Regions from separate parts of the Mus musculus genome. Here region 1 is linked to region 2. The links are chromatin contacts, called in public promoter capture Hi-C maps. All regions are on one chromosome and are shown on one strand. The core of a region is the stretch at or near the end of the contact, and the rest is flanking DNA. Distances in the headings are between cores, read along the strand shown.

Evidence for each region. Promoter capture Hi-C pulls out the DNA fragments that hold promoters and counts their contacts.
Region 1: a contact with region 2 is called in a promoter capture Hi-C map of hippocampal neurons, with 5 times the contacts expected there. The contact joins the enhancer-like site here to the promoter of Otud3 in region 2. A contact is called at or near these places in 12 of 39 promoter capture datasets (the 3T3-L1 cell line, 3T3-L1-derived adipocytes, embryonic stem cells and 6 more), 12 of 484 Hi-C or Micro-C datasets (B cells, the CH12 cell line, bone marrow-derived macrophages and 7 more), 9 of 115 datasets of contacts at active chromatin or transcription factors (bone marrow-derived dendritic cells, craniofacial prominence, embryonic basal ganglia and 6 more) and 3 of 9 other capture datasets (adipose tissue, embryonic stem cells and pancreatic islet).

What each region holds. Positions count from the first base shown.
Region 1 is chr4:139,053,316-139,056,015 of GRCm38.p6, forward strand. It overlaps Tmco4 (transmembrane and coiled-coil domains 4), which reads left to right. Exons shown (of 17, transcript NM_029857.3): 16 at 585-702. Among named protein-coding and RNA genes, the nearest start is that of Htr6, 21 kb to the right of the region's middle. Within about 2 kb of position 1,441, at least 23 of the 459 cell types and tissues checked have an H3K27ac peak or open chromatin away from gene starts, as enhancers often do. A contact at or near this core is called in hippocampal neurons and neural stem cells, where this site is marked.
Region 2 is chr4:138,912,612-138,915,311 of GRCm38.p6, forward strand. Otud3 (OTU domain containing 3) reads right to left here and starts at 1,357. Exons shown (of 8, transcript NM_028453.2): 1 at 999-1,357. The coding sequence starts at 1,216.

The sequences.
Region 1 (2,700 bases), core at 191-2,690, 140 kb after region 2:
ACACTCCAAGCTCAGAGTCAAAGGGCAGGCTACAGGGATGAGTGGTGACCTTTATTTTGTTGAGGCAGGCTCTGATATAGCTCAGGCTGGCTTTGAACTCTCTATATAGCCAAAGATCCTCTGCTTCCACCTCCCGGGCGGGCGTCGTGATGCACAGACAGGCACCCTCCGATTCTGACTTACACAGTGCTAAGGAACAAAAGCAGGGTTTGTGTATACTAGGCAAGCACCCTGCAGAGCTCAGAGACCAGAGGCCCTGGGTGACAGCTGAAGGCCAGGGAGGGACAGTCAATAAAGGGCCTGTGATGGATGAGCCTACAGGAAAAGAGCAAGGTTCCCTTGTAAAGGGATTCATCTCTGGAGGGGAAGGAGGAGGTACCAGCTGGAGGCCAGAGCCCTGAGAGCATCTAGAGACCACTCTGGTGCCCACATGCCATCCTAGCACTTGGAGGCTGACATGGAAGGATTGTGAGTTTGAGGCCAACCCAGTCTGTGTAGTAACTATGCCCAGTTGGTCAGTTGCCCACGGGTCAAAGGCCCAACCTGCCCGGGCTCAGGCTGATGGCCCCTCTTTCTGCCTGTAGGGGAGACTGGCTGCTGAGCTTCGTGTACCGCACATCTTCCGTGCAGCTCCGCGTCGCCGGCCTCCAGCCTGTGCTGCTGCAGGACCGGAGGATGGAGAATGTGGACCTGACCTCCGTGGTGAGTCTTGGTCTGTCCCATTGGCCTGTGTATGAGGGGCACCAGGTCACTCCAGCACTTGGAGATGGTACCTGCACATACCTGCCTCTTGCGAGCTGAGCTCAATCCCAGCCGTTCCCTGGTGGCTATAATCCTCAAGCTACCCTCCAGGCAGGGACTGTTCTACCTCATTTACAGATGAGGAAATCAAGGGTTAGAAAACTTCCTGTCTCCTAACAAGCAATTCACAGGGCTGGATCCAAACCCCTAGAGTCCTCAAATTACCAAACCCCCTCAACACCTTCACCCCAGATGACCAGTCAGAGCTGTCCCGCCACCACCACCACCACCACACTTCCCCCATATATAACCAAAGCACGCAGAGGACTTCGGGGCAGGACATGGGCTGCACTCAAAGCAGTAGACCCTGGTGCCGGCCAAGCAAGAACATAATATAGCACTGGCCCATTATATGGGATGTTTACTGAAGATGCAAGGCCTAGGGCTCTGGGCTCATGAGTGCTCCCTAATATTAGTCCCCTCCTCTTCAGCCAGGTCACCACTCTCACTTCTCCACCCTGGAGACTAACTGCTCCCAGACCTCTCCCTCCTCAAAGACCTTGGCTTTGGCTCAGCTTTGTAGCTCTGCCTAATAATAGCTCTTTATCACATTAGGGGCCTCAGCAAAGCGGTGCTTCCCTCCTCTGACTAATTAGAGGTAATTAGCATTGCCTTTGTGTCCCTGCCTTTCCTTGGCAGCTTGCTGGAAGAGGGGCTGGCAGGGCTCCCTCTGTAGGACTTGCCTGGCAGCTCCGTTTGCAGCAGAGACTACAGACCTGTCTGTCCGTCCTCCCTGTGGCAGGCGTGGACAATGTCTGGGATGGATAAAGGGACCCTGGCTAAGATGCCGGTTTGCCTGTCAGCCTGCCCCACTCTAGGCTGCAGGAAGTGGAGGGTTTTCACCATCGCAGGGCTCACCGAGTGAAGCTGTCCAGGACAAATCTCTCCATGTCCCAGAGGATGTACCTGATGTCTAGGACTTAACAAAGAACCTGTCACAGAGTTCACAGTCAGTAATAGCACCAGCAGTGACAACAGCCACCCTGTGTCAGGAGACCCTACAAAAAGTCCCAGGAAGGCATACTGATCCACTGTCCAGATGTGGAAACCGAGGCTGGAGTGGCAAACTCGAGCATACCAGTGACTTTCTGCTCCTTGGCAGAAATACCTTAAGCGAGGAATTATCTGCGCTCACGGCTTAGTCAGGTTTCAGTCTGCCAGGGAGGGAAAGGTCCAACAGGAAGCAGTTCACAGAGGGATAGCTTGAAATCAAAGGGCGAGGGAGGAGCCAGGGTCTGGGTGTCCCATTGAAAGCCCACTTCTAGTGACCTACTCCACCCACAGGGCGCTAGCACAGGTTTCACAGCCTCACAACACCACCAGTTAGAGAATGAACCTGAGCCTGAGAGGACATTGTAGATTCAAGCCAGAAACCCAGGGAACTGCCTCAGAGCCTGGGCCCTCTGCCAGAATGTTGCCTGTGTTCCTAAACCTCCAGAGCCTGGTCAGCCATTTGCAGTCCTGCCAAACACGCCTGTATCCCCATGGTCTCCTGCCCATGCCAGCCCATATGGGGCTGCGGTTATTGTCAGCTTCATTTTACAGAAACAAGTGGCACTGGGGAACCCAGGGCCTAGTGGGCATGGGAAGGATCATCGGCATAGACAGGTGGGGTGGTGGCAGCCAGGCCAGGTCTCTTGTAAGGCAGGAAAGGGGAAATGTTGGGGCCCATTCCTGCCCACATGGACCTGGTAACTGGAGTCCACAGTCTCTTGGCCAATAGTCTAATAAGCCTTTGCTGGTTGACAGCATGTGCTGGGAGCTGCCTGGTGCGTCCTGGGGCTTTTTTTCATCAGTCATGAAAGATGGCTGCTTTACATTAGTGATGCCTGACTGTACCAGGCAGCAGGCAAAGCTCAGAGGGACAGCTGGGGAGGTGGTCATGGGCTGAAAACTTCA
Region 2 (2,700 bases), core at 107-2,606:
TGCCTCCTATGACCCAGGAACTGTTCGAAGCAGTAGCTGAATACAATTAACTCTAATTGCAACTTAAACAAAATACCTATCCAATTTGCCGGAAGCTCTGAAGGCAGGAGATACAAATGGGGTTAGTTTATTGAGTCTTGATCAATAAAATTCAGCGTAGTGTATCAAATGAAGAAAATACTTTATGTAGTGGGACAGAGGCACACATCTTTAATCCCAGCAGATGGCTATGAGTTTAAGGGCAACCTGGTCTACACAGGGGATTCCCGGCCAGCCCTAAGACTACATAGCGAGACTTTCTCAAGAGGGAAAGATTGGTTTGGTTTTGTTGGGTTTTGTTTTTTGAAACCCTGTCACCCTATAGCCCAGGCAAATCCCCCAGTCTCATTGCCACATCTGCCTTTGTAGACTCCTTAGCTGTATTCCATTCTTCCATGGCTCAACCTGACCATTCCTAGAGGAGAACACACTAACAGTGCCTCTTGCAACAACACACCTAGCAGGCAGGCTCCCTCGGACCTGCTAACCCGTTCCTCTCCCCGTTTCTTTATTCTTTTCCTTCTCTCTCCCCACGTTCCTGGACCCATGTCCCCGTTCCATTAAGTTGCTTCCCCTCGCCTTCCTCCGTTCTGTTTCCAGCTGCTACTCTTGTATCCGGCTCCCAGAAACAGCTGGCCCGGGACTCTCATGCCTTTTACTTGGGGAACCCAAAACGTGGGAAGCAAGCTCTGTGGAAGCTACCTTTAGCTCTCCGCCCTCGATACCCCAGTGCAAAAGTGGGCGAGGACACCCAGGAGGGCCAGCATGACACCGAGCGGGACCTAGGTCCTTTCCCATTCGGCTTCATGACAGCTGCACCTCGAGGTCACCTCTCAGACCCGCTCGGACCCTCGGGGGACCCTGCCGCAGCGTTCCACCAAGCCTGACCCTTGCTTCCCCCTCAGCGACCGGCCCTGCGCATCCCCAGCGCCGCTTCCCGCACTCCCGGCCCGCCTCACCCGTCCCCCGGCACCTCCCGCAGCTTCAGCCCCAGGGCCTGCAGTTGGTTGGCGAAGCTCACAAACTCTTCTTCGCAGCCGCTGCCGCCAGGATCGGGCCGGTTCCGCCGCTCCTTGGCCAGCGCCCGGCGCGCCGCCCGCTCGTCCCGCTTACGCTCCGCCTCGGCTCTGCGGCCGCCGCTGCCCGGCCGGCTCTTCGCCGCTTGCTTTCGGGACATGGCTGCGGCGGCACACGGCTTCGCCGCGGAAGGAGCCGAAGCCGGAGCCGGAGCCGCAGAGCCCGGGGCCGCAGCCTCAGCCGGCCACCGGGCGGAGCGGCGCAGGGGGACGACGCCTGGCGACAGCGGCGCGGCCACTGCGCCGGCGCGGTCGCCTGGCAGCCAGGTCACGTGGTGGTAGCTCCGCCCCCGGGGCGGGGCCAGCAGGCACCATAGAGAAAGATAGGAAGACTAGAGAAGCACCTGTTTTGTTGGTTATTTTCTGCCCCCTCGTGGTGGGTAGTGCTCAGTGAGGCGCAGTGGGACCAGACAGGTCAAGGATGACTGAGGATGTCAGAAGAGAGGCAAGAGCAAAAAAATGCGGAAAAGAAGGAAAGGGTGACCGGGCCTGGTGGCGCACGCCTTTAATCCCAGCACTTGGGAGGCAGAGGCAGGCGAATTTCTGAGTTCGAGGCCAGCCTGGTCTACAGAGTGAGTTCCAGGACAAGGAAAGGATGATAAGGGAATATGTTTGTCTAGAATGCGCTAATCCGCAATCAATTACAAACGCCTGCGTGCGTGCACAGACCCTTTAAAAACTCAGCCTACAGTAGCTAGGGAAATAGCTCAGTCCATATAAGTGCTTGCTCCATATGCCAGGTTCGACCTGAGTTCGGATCTCCATCACCCACTTTAAGAAGGGTAGGCCTGTCAGAGAGCCCCTGTGATCCCATCCCTAAGGAGGAAGAGACAGCCCACTGCACTCACTGCCAGGCAGTTTAGCCAATCAGTGAGCTACAAGTTGGCTTACACTTCAAGATCAGCATCCATCCTTGGAGGCCATCAGGACAGGAACTCAAGCAGGTCTAAAACCCCCGAGGCAGGAGCTGATGCAGAGGCCATGGAGGGCGCTGCTTACTGGCTTGCTTCCCCTGACTTGCTCAGTGTTATGTTTTATAAAACGGCAGTATAATGTGGCGGCAGGAGAACCTCAGCAGGCCCATTCCTCTGAGGACTCACCACCATACGACAGGCCTAGAACAAAAGGAAGTTTATCGAGGGAAGGGAAGGGAACCTGGAAAAGGAGTAGAGGCAGAGAAAGGAGGGGGACAGAGAAGGACAGAAAGAGAAGAGAGAAACAGAGGTAGGGTCCAGTCAGGGATATGAGAGAGAGAGATTATGGTTAACAGTGGTCTTCAAACCTGGCAGGGAGAAACGCAAGCTGTTGCTAGGTAACTGTTGGGCAGAGCCTAAAGGAATTGACAACACGCAGCCTGCTTTCTTATAGAACCCAGGACTACACGCTTAGGGATGGCACCACCCATAATGGGCTGGGCCCTCCCCCATTGATCACTAATTAAGAAAAGCTCTACAGCCAGATCTCATGGAGACACTTCCTCAACTGAGGAAGCCAAATAGGCCATTTCCTCCCCAACTTCCTTTTCGGTGATGATGTTCCCTCACAGCAATAAAACCCTAACTAAGACATCCTGTGACAAGAAATG